Linked DNA regions of Canis lupus: region 2 is linked to region 1. A link is a contact called in public Hi-C data. All regions are on one chromosome and are shown on one strand. Each heading gives the region's core, a stretch centred on a gene start, on an enhancer-like site or on the middle of the called end of the contact. The rest is flanking DNA. Distances are from core to core; before and after follow the strand shown.

Region 1 (6,860 bases), core at 2,047-4,546:
AGTACCAAGTACTAAAAATGGGAAAACTTACATTAAGTTCTTATAAATACAATACTTATGAAGAAACATTTAACCCTGGATTCCTTAAGTGAGAAACCATACTTCAACATAAGCTGGTTATACATGAAGTTAAAATGTTTTTTATTTTACTTTGTTTTTTTAAAGATTTTATTTATTCATTCACGAGAGACACAGAGAGAAAGGCAGAGACACAGGCAGAGGGAGAGGCAGGCTCCATGCAGGGAGCCTGATGCGGGACTCGATCCTGAGATTCCAGGATCACGCCCTGGGCCGAAGAAGGCAGGCGCTAAACCGCTGAGCCACCCAGGGATCCCCTAAAATATCTGTTTTTAAAGATTTCAGTTATTTATTCATGAGACACACACAGAGAGAGGCAGAGACACAGGCAGAGGGAGAAGCAGGCTCCATGTGGGAGCCCGACGTGGGACTTGATTCCGGGACTCCAGGATCACGCCCTGAACCAAAGGCAGACGCCCAACCACTGAGCCACCCAGGCATCCCTAAAATATTTCTACTTTTAAAAATAAGAGAAGTCCGTGACTTTGTATCAGCATCAATAATTTACTAAATAAAGCTAAATACAATGTGAAAATTGGAAAGCCCGTTGCCCAGAATTCTCTGCAGGTTACTTAAAACACTGGAAAACCCTAAACCATCTTAAATCACCAAATAAAGATTAACCACTCATTTATGTATTTTTATTTGCTCATTTCTGTATCAATACACTAAAACTAAATTTTAGAGACACTGGATATCATTAGTTTGGATACCATTAGTTTATTATAAAAGAGAGACATGAAAATTATTTACATGATGCAAGATTTCACAACTTCACTGGAATGGGCAGCTTCGCTTCATGCCGTTTTAAGAAAGAATGATTTCAGTCCACATACTTTCCGAGAATGTCACCATCTCTAAATAAGAAATAATCCTGCAGACAGAGAAAACCATTACTTAAGAAAACTAGTAACAAATACTTAACTTTTAAGAAGAAATAAATATGAAATTTACACACCTTGTCATCTAGGACTACTTTGGTGCCTCCATATTCTGGGAGAAGAACTTTATCTCCAACTTTCACACTAACTGGTTGAATCTCTCCACCCTTAAAAAAATAAGGATGTTTATTAGTAGAACTTAGTTCACCAAATATTCACACCTTTTATTAATTAAACATGCTCACTCAAATCAACTGCTAAAAAAAGGATTTGGTGGCCAAGGGACACGCTTTATCCTTTTACTGTAGTTCTTTGCTCAAGAACAGCACTGTTATAATTACACTTCGAAACAAGGCATACAGGGATGCTTAAACTAAAACCTAACTTCAGAGTACAGTTTAAAGAGTTCTATTGGAAAAGCTAAGGTAAGCTAACTTTTTGGTTAAATATTAACATAACCTCCAGACTACACAAGATCTGTTTTTGAAACTGCATATGTGGTGGTCATGTTTAACTTCTTCCAATACACAAAAATTCAAGAAGTATTGCCAGAATTTGGAACATATACTTATTTTATGATTCAATTTCCTTTCCATCAAAGTACAGATTTGGGCAGCCCAGGTAGCTCAGCGGGTTTAGCGCCGCCTTCAGCCCAGGGCATGATCCTGGGGTCCCAGGATCGAGGCCCATGTCGGGCTCCCAGCATGGAGCCTGCTTCTCCCTCTGCCTTTCTCTCTGTCTCACGAATAAATGGAAAAAAAAAAAAAAAAAAAGTATAGATTTAAGAGACTGCAGCATAGCGCCCCTGCCCCAAAACCTTCCTGGTCCTGACTCCAGGATACACCTCCTTGCTAGAACTTTCTTTCTTACAGACAACTAGAACAATACAATTAATCTATCTGACCCCAAGGCATTTGTGTATCGTGTCCGACTTGGGAGGTCTGAGGTCTAAGCAATCAACTGGAGAATGCCTGTAAAGCTAGGTCCAACCTGTTCCTTTCATAAGCACACCCACTAAGGCCAAAAAGAGTTAAAAGATTAAGGCAATTACGATGTTAGAGGTCAAACCTAGAGTTTAAATTTTCCCCAACTTGTAAAAGCACCCACGGATCATCTTAAATACGGTTTTTTGGTTTATCAAAGACTTAGAATTTGAAGAAAAGGCCGATCATACTCGGCCACCAAATGGTTAACTACTTTTAATAATCGAGATTTCCTTTTTTTCCCCCTCCACTCCACATAAAAACGGTTCAACGTTAGCCCCACTTACCTTTCCTTTGGAACCCGATCCAACAGCCACTACTGTTGCTTGCAACACTTTCCCTTGAGATTTTTCTGGTAGCATGATACCTCCTTTGGTTACAGTTTCAGCTGCACTCCTTTCGACTAAAACCCGGTCAAAGAGGGGAAGAAACTTCCTAAACGCCTGCCCTGCCTGTAAGAGAGGAAATGTGACATCAAATTTGAAACAGCAGTAGTTATTCGATTACATTCTCAGCGTTACTCGTCAAAAAAGCACGTGCGTGGCTTTCAAAGTTAACGCCAAGGCTCAGATTCGCTTAAAGGAAAAAAAAAAAACAACACGCCACTTGAGTGTTTTGCTCTCATGAGTCTAATTTCCCGTTCTACAGCCGTTAGGGGTGGTTGCTGCTGCTGTGCTCAGCCCTCGAACGAGCTTTAAGGGCAACCTTGGTTGACTTCAAGGTCAAAGATTTTCCTTCCTTGGGTTTCTCCGGGACATTTCTGCAAAAGCCATCAAGACGCGCGCCTGCAGCCGGGCTTCCGCAGCTGCTGCGCGGGCAGAGGCCCCGCGGGAGGCGCGCGTCCGTCCCCGGCCCGGGCTGCAGGCGAGCCGGGCTCCCGCGTGCGGGGCTCCCGCGTGCAGGGCCCAGGCGCCGGCGAGGGGCGGTGGGCCCGGCCTCCGCGCGGCCCCTGCAGCTGAGCCCCTTGGGGCCCCCTCCCCTCCCCGCACGGCTGCCCCCGCGCTTCGGGGAGGGCCGGCCGCCAGCCCCCGCGGGCCTCACCATGCCTCCGGCCGCCGCAGTCCCACTCGCTCTGGAGCCGCCGCCGCCGCCGCCGCCAGGAGACCCGCAGTCCGACCCCCAGGCCACGTGAACGTGGGAAAAGGCCGCCCGGCGCGCATGCGCGCTCGCTCCCGCGCCCCGCCCCTCCCCGCAGGAGAGGGTGGCCGCGCCAGCGCGCGCTGCGATTGGCCCCCGGCCCCGCGCGCCGGCCGCTGACGCGGGGACGCCCAGGCGGAAGGAAAGGGGACTTCTTTCTAGGCCTTTCCAGGCCGCCCGCGGAGGTGTAAGTACTACCTCCTCGCCCCTCTCCCGGAAATGACGCGCCGTGAACCTTGACCCCCCCCAGAGAGCGCCGCGCTTCCCGGAACGTTCTGGAACCCAGCGCAGCCCGGGAACTAGCCTAAGCCGGCCGGAGGGGGCTGAGCCCGCCGGCCCGGCCCTGCCGCGGGTAGCGAGGGGCGGGGCTGGCGCGGGGCGCGTGCCGATTGCCGGGCCCGGGCGGGCGGGCAGGGCTGGGAGGCGCCGGCGCGCGCGGGGCCGCGGGGCGGGGGGAGGGCGGCGGAGGGAGGGGACACTGGCTCTTTGCCGTGCGCGCCGCGCGCTCTGCCCCTCAGTCGCCGCCGCCGGCCTGCCTCGCCGCCCGCACGCTCCGCCGCCGACCCGCAGGTACCCGCGCCCGCGCCCCGGAGCGCCCCCCCCCCTCCCGCGGTCTGAGAGGGCGGCGGGCGGGCGGGCGAGGGCCGGGGCTCCCGGGGCGCGCAGCCCCCGCCGCCGGGCCAGGCCTCACGGGGTCCGGCGCTGCCGTCACGTGCGGCCCGCACTGCTCCCGGGCAGGGCGCCGCGGGCGGGCTGGCCCCGGGGTGGGGGTCGGGAGCGTGCTCGGCGGGCCCGCCCCTGCCGCCCCCGCCGCCCCCGCCGTCCCCGCCGCCCCCGCCGTCCCCCGGGCCGCCCGCAGGGCGCCGCGCTGCTGGGTGGTCGCCGCCGCCGCCAACGCCGCCGCCGCCGCCACCGCGGGCCCCGCGCACACCGTGACCTTGCGGAGGGCGTCCTGAGGGGAAGACACGTGGGCCGGGCCCCCAGCGTGGCGGCCCCGGGCTGCTCCGGCCGCAGAGGCCCGGAGCCGTCGCCCGGAGCCGCATCTTACTGAGCACATTTTTGTACCTTCAGGAACGGGTTTTTTTTTTTTTCCCTCCTCCCTCGAGCGCCCATGCCTTTGCTGCAGACTTGGGTTTTCGGGAGCGCGTTCTCTCTACGCTGTTGAAGCGGTAAAAGGTTCACTCGGTTCTCGCGGCCGCGGGGAAGGCGATGGGCGTGCTCTGCGCGTCGGCGGGGTGGCGCGCGCTCGGCCTCACGTGGCGCCGGCGCAGGTGCCCGCTGTTCCCCGGGGGCAGGCCGTGCGGCGACCCGGGGTGCCGCTGCTGTGGGAGTACTGCTGACCTGGTGCTTTCCGTCCCTCCGCAGAAATGCTTCGATTACCCGCAGTGCTCCGCCACGTCAGGCCAGTGTCCAGAGCCCTGGCTCCTCATCTCACTCGGGCCTATGCCAAGGATGTAAAATTCGGTGCCGATGCCCGAGCCTTAATGCTTCAAGGTGTAGATCTCCTAGCCGATGCCGTAGCCGTTACTATGGGGCCAAAGGTATCAGTGTTTTTTGTTTTGTTGGAATTGACAGTATCGTGAGTTCAGGAGTAGAAATTTAATTATGTCAGAGAGTCCCACCGAGCTGTTGAGCAGTAAGTACTTGCGTGTCCGTTGTTCACTCATTTATAATCGGTAGGACTTATCTAGATACTGGGACAGCTCTCTGATTCGGGTCTGTAACATGTAATAAATTCAGGAGCCTAGATTTAGGTTAAGCTACTAGTATTTTCTTGATGAAAATTGCCTTACCTGTATTTGTTTTAATGACTTACGGATCCTGGGCTCCTCGTGCAGTCTGAGGAAGGTATTGCAATCAGAACCGCGTACTGACGATAAAAGCCTCTGGAAGCAATAAAGTTGTCCTTAACATTAAAAAAAAAAACTCCAATAAATACGTAAGAGTTCCCAATTACTGCTTACTCTTTTCTTTTACGTAGATAACAATGGTCTTAAAACCGTTTCTTTAAAATTTGCGAAACTCTTTCCTACAACGTCTGATGTAATGGACTGGTAACTCACAGCTCAAAGTGGATTTGAAAATGGGAGGTAGAATTAATCTTGCCTGCCTACTTAAGGTTTGGGTTTTTCCCTGGCGGTTCATACCATTGGTGGAAGTACTGTAATGAAGATTTGTCTCATTTAATATGAAGAGGGTATTGAGTGAAAGGGTAACCCGTTTTGAGGAGACCTTTGAAGGTGATGCACAAATGGAGTGATGCTTGATTGCAGGTTGACAGATCCAATATCAGAGTATTGATACATATTGTATAAAATGTGGCATTTGTATGCCTCCCAAGTAGCAGCTTTGGTTCAGATCCAGAAGCTGCCAATACTGTTTGCACCATGATTTGAGATTTAACATTGAATCAGCCCCTGAAAGAGTGAACTGTACTTGCCTTGCTTTTGGTATTTTATTTAGTAGCTAAATTTTGAAGCCTCTTTTCTTATTATTTTCATAGATAGCAGGCACTGGACAAAACTTAATTATGAATCATGTGAAGGATATTCTGAAATTTCATTATGAGCTACCAGGTTGTTTGGTTTTCTGTGTGTGTGTATGTTTTAATGAGATGACAATTTTAGTCTCTGGGATTTTTATCTTCCATAAAACCCTCAATGCATGGTTATGCATTTGGCAACAGAAAAAGTCATTTTGTTAGTAAGCTAGGAACACTGATGGATTTGCCTTTGAGATTCTTGCACATTTAATAAAAGCGACAACTTGTGTTGAGGCTTTCAAGTAATTAAAAACTGTTCATTGTGTTTCAAGCTAAATGCACTCAGGTATGTGATTCTGTCACTTTTTTTCCTCTAATTATAGGGAAGAACAGTGATTATTGAGCAGAGTTGGGGAAGTCCCAAAGTAACAAAGGATGGTGTGACCGTGGCAAAGTCAATTGACTTAAAAGACAAATATAAAAATATTGGCGCTAAACTTGTTCAAGATGTTGCCAATAACACAAACGAAGAGGCTGGGGATGGCACCACTACTGCTACTGTCTTGGCACGCTCTATTGCCAAGGAAGGCTTCGAGAAGATTAGCAAAGGTGCTAATCCTGTGGAAATCAGGAGAGGTAGGAAAGTCTCTTCATTGTTGCCAGTGTTTTGAAGTGTCTTAAAGTTAAGTCTTGTTTCTCCTCTCTCAAAAAAAAAGTCTTAAATTGAGTTTTCCTTTGGCAAATAGCAATTAGATGCCTGCCTTATGCGATGGGTACTATGCTAGTTTTTTGGTTTTTTTTTTTAAGATTTATTTATTCATGAGGGACAGAGACATAGGCGGAGGGAGAAGCAGTCTCCCTGCAAGGGAGCCTGATGTGGGACTCGATCCTGGGACTCCAGGATCACACCCTGGGCTGAAGGCAGATGCTCAACCATTGAGCCACCCAGGCGTCCCTGGATTTTTTCTTTAAGTTATATTTCTCAAAATAAAGGGAAGAGCCAGAACTAATCCTACTCGTTGAACAAAATTGGGTTCTCATAAATCCATGTTGTGATCCTATTGACTGTTAAAGCAAATTTTTTGATTATATATTAAATGAGAAAATTTTGGATAATTAAAAGCTGTAGGGGCATAACCCTGTCATAGAGTTGAGGGAAGTGTTAGGTGACCCTGTTGGAAACCTGCAACATGATGGATTGTCAATAGCTTACATAGAATGAGTTGAATGGTGAAATTCTTGAAATTATGCTCTTGGTATTTTTCCTTTAGTCCAGTTTTCAAAATAATTTTGGCTTGT
Region 2 (7,316 bases), core at 1,740-4,239, 130 kb before region 1:
AATTCAACAGATCTAAATAAGGTACTCAAAAACTTTTAAACTTTAATAACTTAAGAAAGCAAAAAAAAAAAGTAAAAAGTACTTGAAAGTAAATGTATTAACATTTATAACTATTCACACAATGTCTGTCTTGTATCATAGATTCTGATTGACCAAAAGAAATTATAAAAAGTAAATTCTGTATGTGGTGACATAATTATAACTAAGAAATAAAAAAAATATAACCACTCTGAACTATTTACAGATTTCTTAAATCGTATGTGTAAACTTAATGTTATTAAAGTTTAAAATTTTTAACATGCCAACTACCTCGAGAGCTTTATAATTTATCACAGATGGTCCAAACAAATTTGGTAAGTTTACTTATTAGACTACTAAATATTAATAAAGGAAATGTCCTTTTTCAGTAGTGAAAAAAACAGGATTCTGATCTTTTTATTGCTTTGTGTGAAACTGCAGTGGCTACAGTTATCCCTTATTTTAAGAAAAACAATAAAAAATTTTTCTCTAAATTTAAATTCTGCATAATTAGAAAGCAGAAAACTGAATTTCTTCTAAATATTCTGAAATGTCATTGTCAAGTAATTATTTGAGACTTTAGAGCCATCTACTGGTTGACATATAATGTTACAAAGCACAACTATTAGACTATTAACAAAGTACAGAGTTACAGTTTTAAGAACTGAAAATACGAACATGGGCAAAAACCATCTAGTTGAGGACAATGGCTTTTAAAGGTTTAATTAAAAAAAATCTTTTTAATAGGAAACCCAATATACATAACAAAATTGGTCTATTCTGTAAAAGCTGAGGTAGGGGAGCCTCCAACCCCCACTCTCCACTAACTTGCCCAGCAGAGGCCAGGCCAATGAAAAGCCATAAGAGGTAGTCTGGGCAAATAACATTAATTGTGGCTTGGAAGGAGGCACAAGGAGAAGGAATAGTATCAGCAAAGTTGTCTCTTCCCCATCTTTACCTTGGAGACATCTTAGAGACATTGGTGTGCAAAGGATAGTGGTTAATGGGTACAGAAAACTGAAGAGTAGGGGGGTAGGCACCTGAAAGGTGACAAACCTCTTTTCACAGGGACATGGTTTATGTGCTCATATGATGCAACACTTTAGAAAACATTAGTATAACTTTCCTGAAAATGCAAAATAAGAAACACATTTGCTTTTTTATCAGAAGCCAATTAAGAACTAAGTTTCTAGGTCCGATGGGCTTTTACTAGCCAGGCCCTGGACTGGTCTAGTCTTGGAAACAAGAGCCCAGTTTCAGGTCCCAGCCTCCTCCCTTCAAAAGGACATGGATATCCATAGAATCGAGGCAAGAAAAAGAGCTCTCCAAGGCCCCTCTCTGTGGCAGAGACTCCCAACCTGGATAGCAGCTTATCAGCTAGGCTTGGGGTGACAGGCTGGAGCAAAGTTCCAAAGACTCGTAAACATTCCAAGGCCACATGAAGCACGGTACCCAGCCAGGGGGCATCCACTGGGCTCTCCCAGCTCAACTTCCATGGTGCGTGCCTTTGGACAAAGCCGTTAGTTTGCCGGACACAGCTGGACACGGCCTCCAGAGCCTTATAGATCTGGAAGTTATCGTAATGCTCGGCTACCTGCCTGGGCAAGGTGGCCACTGCGTTCACCAAGGCGTAGTCCTCAGCCTGAGCGCGAGCCGATGGCCCCGCCACCCCTGGCGCAGGGGGAAAGCAGTTGGCGCAGAAAACCGGGTATGTCCCGGAAGGATTTATTCTGTTGGCAGTGCACCGGTTCAGGAGGCCTCCCAGAGCATCTGCCAGCTCTGAATCTAGCAACTTAACCACCTTTTCATCATAGTAATCACAGTCCCAGTTGGGGACGCCCTGCCGAAGAAGAAAGTATCGGAAGCCATCCACAGTATAGCGATCGAGGCAAGTCTTGGGGTCCACCACGTTACCCAAGCTTTTGGACATCTTTTGGCCACAGACCGTCCAGTGGGAGTGGACGTAGATGCGATGAGGTGGGCTCATGCCGGCCCCTAGGAGGAGCGCAGGCCAATAGATAGCATGGAATTTGAGAATGTCCTTACCTATGATATGAGAGGTGGCTGGCCACCAAGCTCTGAACTCCGCGTTCGGGTAGCCAATTACGGTAAGGTAGTTGACCAGGGCATCCAGCCACACGTAGATGGTCTGCGAATCGTCCCCGGGCACGGGAATGCCCCAGTGCAGGTGGCTGCTCCTTCGAGAGACCGACAGGTCCGGCAGCTCCTCCTCCAGCCACTGGAGAACTGCGAGACGAAACGGCTCGGGAGTGACTGCCTGCGGGTCGTCCCGCAGCCACCGCCGAAGCGGCTCTCGGAACTGGGAAAGCCTGAAAATGTAGTTTTCTTCCTTGGTCCAGGATACGGGATGCCCACTCTCCAGAGACACAGGACACGCATCCCCCGACGGGCCCGGCTGCCGGGTGACCTTGGCCTCGGGCAGGAAGCACTCTTCGGAGGCGCAATACCAGCCCTCATAGAGCCCCTTGTAAAGCAGACCCCGGGCCTCCAGCAAGCCCCAGAAGTGCTGCACGGCGACCCGGTGCCGGGCCTCGGTGGTGCGGACGAAGTCGGTGGAGGAGACGCCAGCCTCCCGGAAAAGCTGCTGGAACTGGGCAGACACTCGGTCGCAAAGCTCGGCGGGGGCCAGGCCCGCGGCGGCCGCTGCCTGTTGAATCTTCAAGCCGTGCTCGTCGGTGCCAGTGGAGAATCGCGTGGCGGCCGCGCTGGGGACTCGCAGGCGACGGTGGCGGCACAGGGCGTCCGCCAGCAGCGCCGAGTACAGGTGTCCGATGTGTGGCGCCGCGTTCACGTAGAAAATGGGTGTCGTGAAGAAGGCGCGGGCGCCGGGGGCATCGTCGCGCACACCGAGAGGGCCCGAGCTGCAGTGGCGCGGGCCGCAGGAGCCCGGGACCGACACCCCGCTCGCCCGCCGGCGGCCGAGCAGCCGCAGGGCACGAACGCGCAGCATGATGCCGGCGGGGCCGCGGCGGCGGAGGCGGCGTGGGGGCGCACGTGTGAGGGGCGCATGCGCAGCCGGGGCGCGCGGCCGCTTCCGGTCGGCGGGCCAGCCAATGAGGCGGGGCGTTCGGCGTGTGAGCGCGGGCGGGGGCGGGCGGGGGCGGGCGCGTCCCGGAGGGCTCCGGGAGGGGGCGCCGCAGGAGCCGGGGGGGGGTCGGGAGCGCCGCCGAGGCTTCCGCAGCGCCCTTTGCGCCCTGCTTTGCGGTGGGCACTTGTGTCTGTGTTTTCTCCCGTCGGCCGACTGGCGTGAGGGGTGAGGCAGGGATACGCTGTGCAGGCGCCCGGTCGGCGTGGGGGTCGGAGCCGTGGATCCGGGGGCGGGGGAGCGAGGAAAAGTGATCACCTACGGCGCTCCAGGGCAGACCCAGAACCGGCCCAGTAAGGGAGGTGTTGTTCTCTCCGAATACAGTTCTTGGTGACTCGGGGAAGGAGGCGCATGTGTTCCGTGTCGAGTCAGATCCCGAGAGGGGAAGCGCAGCGTGCTGCCACGGACGAGGGGGAACCCACCTTCGACCCCACCGCCCCAAGGACTCCAAGGTGGTCTCGCAGTTCTCCTGCAGGTTTCTCACGTTTGCTTTTAGTGATGGAACCCGGGCTCTGCCGGGGCGGATGCATCCGGAGCCCAGAATTGGATTACTATTAATCTGAGGTTCGGGAAACACTCTCCTGTTTGGTCTATGATCGCCCATCCTTTTTTTTTTTTTTTCATTGAAATACTGTGTTCGCTTAATAATGAAAATGCAGTGCGATACCTGTGAACCTGCAACCCGACCTAACAACTAGAAGTGGTTCCCTAACTGTGATTCCACGAGAGCAGCATTAGCAGCACCTGGGACCTTGTTAGAGATGCACATTCTTAGGCCTCAGGCCCCCACCTACGCTGAGGGTGGGGCTCGGCGATCCAGGTCTTAGTGAGCTCTGCAGGTGATGGCGAGAAGTGTGAGAACCAATGAACTAGATGACCAGTGACTTCCCTCTATGTGCTCCTTTTCTTTTTTAAAGATTTTATTTATTTATTCACGAGACACAGAGAGAGGGGCAGGCTCCGGGGTCACGCCCTGGGCTGAAGGGGGCGCTAAACTGCTGAGCCACCCGGGCTGCCCTGGGCTCCTTTTCTCCTTGCAGACCTTCTAGAGGTCATCATTGTCCTAAATTCTGTACTTTTTGTATTTGTGTTATCACATATATGTCTAAGCAACATATTGTTTAAAAAAAGGATATCCTGCTACATGTGATCTTCCACCAACCATTTTCACTCAACATTTTGTTACTAAGATTCATCCATGTTTCCTTCTGTAAGTCTAGTTACTTCATTCTGACTACTGAATAATAATCATCTATGAATGGAAGTATTTGGTAAGTTGGATCTGATTTCTCTGGTGATATGGAAAGTAGAGCAATCAAATTCTCTATATAAGTCACAATAGGTATAGCAAATAGTCTTTGAGTGTTTAATTGATATGCTCTATTTGACCCAGCAGTTTAAGAAGGGAAAGTGAAGAATAGGTAAAGCTGAAAACTGGAGGGTATGTACAGCACCCTCCAGATAGACAAATCCAGGCTAAAAGTCTAAGAAGTTTTCTGGTAACTCTCCAAACACCCCCACCTCCTTTCCATGGAGTCCATTCTTTAGCATACAAATATGCTAGCTTTTATCCTGTACCCACTGCTGCTCCATTATTTTTCTTTTCTTTATAGCAGATTCCTTGAAAGAAATGGCTATCGATGGACATCTGAGTGGTTCAAGTTGTTTGCTCTTATAAGCCAGTTCTACTGGGGATCCCTGGGTGGCTCAGAGGTTTGGCGCCTGCCTTTGGCCCAGGGCGCGGTCCTGGAGACCCGGGATCCAGTCCCGCGTCGGGCTCCCTTCATGAAGCCTGCATCTCTCTCTGCCTGTGTCTCTGCCTCTCTCTCTCTATCATGAATAAATAAATAAAATCTTTTAAAAAATATATAAATTAAAAAAACAGTACTACTATTAACTTTCTTATATAAATCTCCTGGTACTTACATGCTAAAGTTTCTCTAGGTATATATCTAGAAATGATATTGCTGGATCATAGAGGATATGAAAGTTCAATTTCACAAGATAATGCTAAGTTGTTTTCCAACATGGTTAAACAAATTTACATCCCCATCAGGAACATACCATTGAAGAGGTCTTTCCAATACTTGATATTAGCTACTTCTTAATTTTTGGCCAGTTAAATAAGTATAAAATATTATCTCACTAATGTTCATAGAAACATTATGCACAATAGCTAAAAAATGGAAATACCCCAAACATCAATTATCTGAGGAATGAATAAACAAATACGGTATATCTGTATAATAGAATGTTATTCAGCCATAAAAAGGAATGAATTACTGATAAATGCTATCATACAGGTAAATATTAAAATGTTAAAAAAAAAGGGGGGGGGGTGGGGGCAGCTGGATGGCTCAGCGGTTGAGAGTCTGCTTCCAGCTCAGGGTGTGATCGTGGAATCAAGTCCCACATCAGGCTCCCTGCACGGAGCCTGCTTCTCCCTCTGCCTGTGTCTCTGCCTCTCCCTTTCCGTGTCTTTCATGAAAATAAATAAATAAATAAATAAATAAATAATAAAATCTTTTAAAAAATAAAATAAAATGTTAAAAAAAAACTTTAAAGTGTTATGCTGAATAAAAGAGACCAGGCACAAAAGACTGTATATTGCAGATTCCATTTATATGAAATATCCAGAATAGACAAATGCATAGAGATAGAAAGGAGATTAGTAGATACCAGGAGCTGGGGGAAAGTTGGAATGGAGATTGAATGCTTAAAGGTTATGGGGTTTGGGGGGTGATGAAAGAGATCTGGAACTAGATAGTGATGACCATTATACAATATTGTGAAAGTACTTAATGCCATTGAATTGTACACTTTAAAATGGCTAGAATGGGGCGGCCCAGGAGGCTCAGGGGTTTAGCGCCACCTTCAGCCCAAGGCCTGATCCTGGAGACCCGGGATCAAGTCCCATGTCAGGCTCCCTGCATGGGGCCTGCTTCTCCCTTGACTGTGTCTGCCTCTCTCTCTCTGTGTCTCTCATGAATAAATAAATAAAATATTTTTTTAAAAAACAGCTAAAATGATAAATTTTATGTGTATCTTACTACAATACAGTGTTATCTCACTGTGGTCTTAATTTGCAGTTATCTACTTAGAAGTGAGGTTAAGCATCTCTGTGTGTGTTTATTATATAAATTTCTTTGTGAAGCACCTATTTGTATTTTGTGTATGTTTTTCTATTGACGTGGCTTTTTCTTTATTTTCAGAAGGTTTTTATATATTCTTGATGCTCTTCCTTTATTGGTTGATATTTTACAAGTATCATGTACCAAACTGTATCTTGTCTCTTCACATTAAACTTCTTAATGAGCAGAAGTTGTTGATTTTAATAGAGTAGAATTTATCAAAATTTATCTTAGGGACGCCTGGGTGGTTGAGCATCTGCCTTTGGTTCAGGGTGTAGTCCCAGGGTCCTGGGATCGAGTCCCACATCGGGCTCCCTGCATGGAGCCTGCTTCTCTCTCTGCCTATGTCTCTGCCTCTCTCTGTGTGTCTCTCTTGAATGAATAGATGGAATCTTTAAAAAAAATTGTCTTGTTATTGTCATTTTATGATTAATCATTATGACTATTTTTCTGATTATCTCTTTGCTTTAGAAATACCTTTTAGTACTCTGATGTCAAAATAAATATCCATATTTTCATATGAAAACGTAAAGTTTTTGGTTTTGATGTTTAAATACTTCATGTAAAATTGAAATTTTTATGTATGATACAAGGTGGGGATCCAATTTCATCCCCATATAGATGATCAACGGTCCCAGCTCCATTTCTCCATTGATTTGCCATGCCACTTCCATCATATATTAAATTTCCACATATGCAGGCTTTTGTTTCTAGGATCTTCATTCTGTTATATTGGTTAATTTGTCTATGCCTTGCTAAAACAGATTTAATTACTACAGCTCTATAATAAATATTAATATAAAGTCTTAATATCTCCTCCTTATTTTTCTTCAGAAGTAGCTTAGGGATGGCTGGGTGGCTCAGTCATAAAGCATCTGACTCTAGATTTCAACTCAGGTCATGATCTCAGGGTCTTGAGATTGAGCCCTGCATCCAGCTCCATGCTGAGATTCTCTCTCTCTCCCTCTCCCTATGCTCCTTCCCCTGCTCATGCTCTATACAGAAAGGGAAGAAGAGAGAGAAAGAGAGAAAGAAAGAAAGAAAAAGAAAGAAAGAAAGAA

The links. Hi-C and Micro-C count contacts between places; a contact is called where the count stands out from the background.
Region 2: a Hi-C map of blood shows a contact between it and region 1, with 2.8 times the contacts expected there. The contact joins the promoter of MARS2 here to the promoter of HSPD1 in region 1. A contact is called at or near these places in 2 of 9 Hi-C or Micro-C datasets (amygdala and blood).

What each region holds. Positions count from the first base shown.
Region 1 is chr37:6,897,336-6,904,195 of UU_Cfam_GSD_1.0, reverse strand. It overlaps HSPD1 (60 kDa heat shock protein, mitochondrial), which reads left to right and starts at 3,296. Exons shown (of 12, transcript XM_038585252.1): 1 at 3,296-3,431; 2 at 4,445-4,620; 3 at 5,945-6,197. The coding sequence starts at 4,447. HSPE1 (MOB-like protein phocein) reads right to left here and starts at 4,305. Exons shown (of 9, transcript XM_038585258.1): 1 at 4,145-4,305; 2 at 2,230-2,394. The coding sequence starts at 4,192.
Region 2 is chr37:7,024,889-7,032,204 of UU_Cfam_GSD_1.0, reverse strand. It overlaps MARS2 (methionine--tRNA ligase, mitochondrial), which reads right to left and starts at 2,989. Exons shown (of 1, transcript XM_038585260.1): 1 at 18-2,989. The coding sequence starts at 2,989. The coding sequence ends at 1,208. RFTN2 (raftlin-2) reads left to right here. Exons shown (of 11, transcript XM_038585263.1): 2 at 1-21.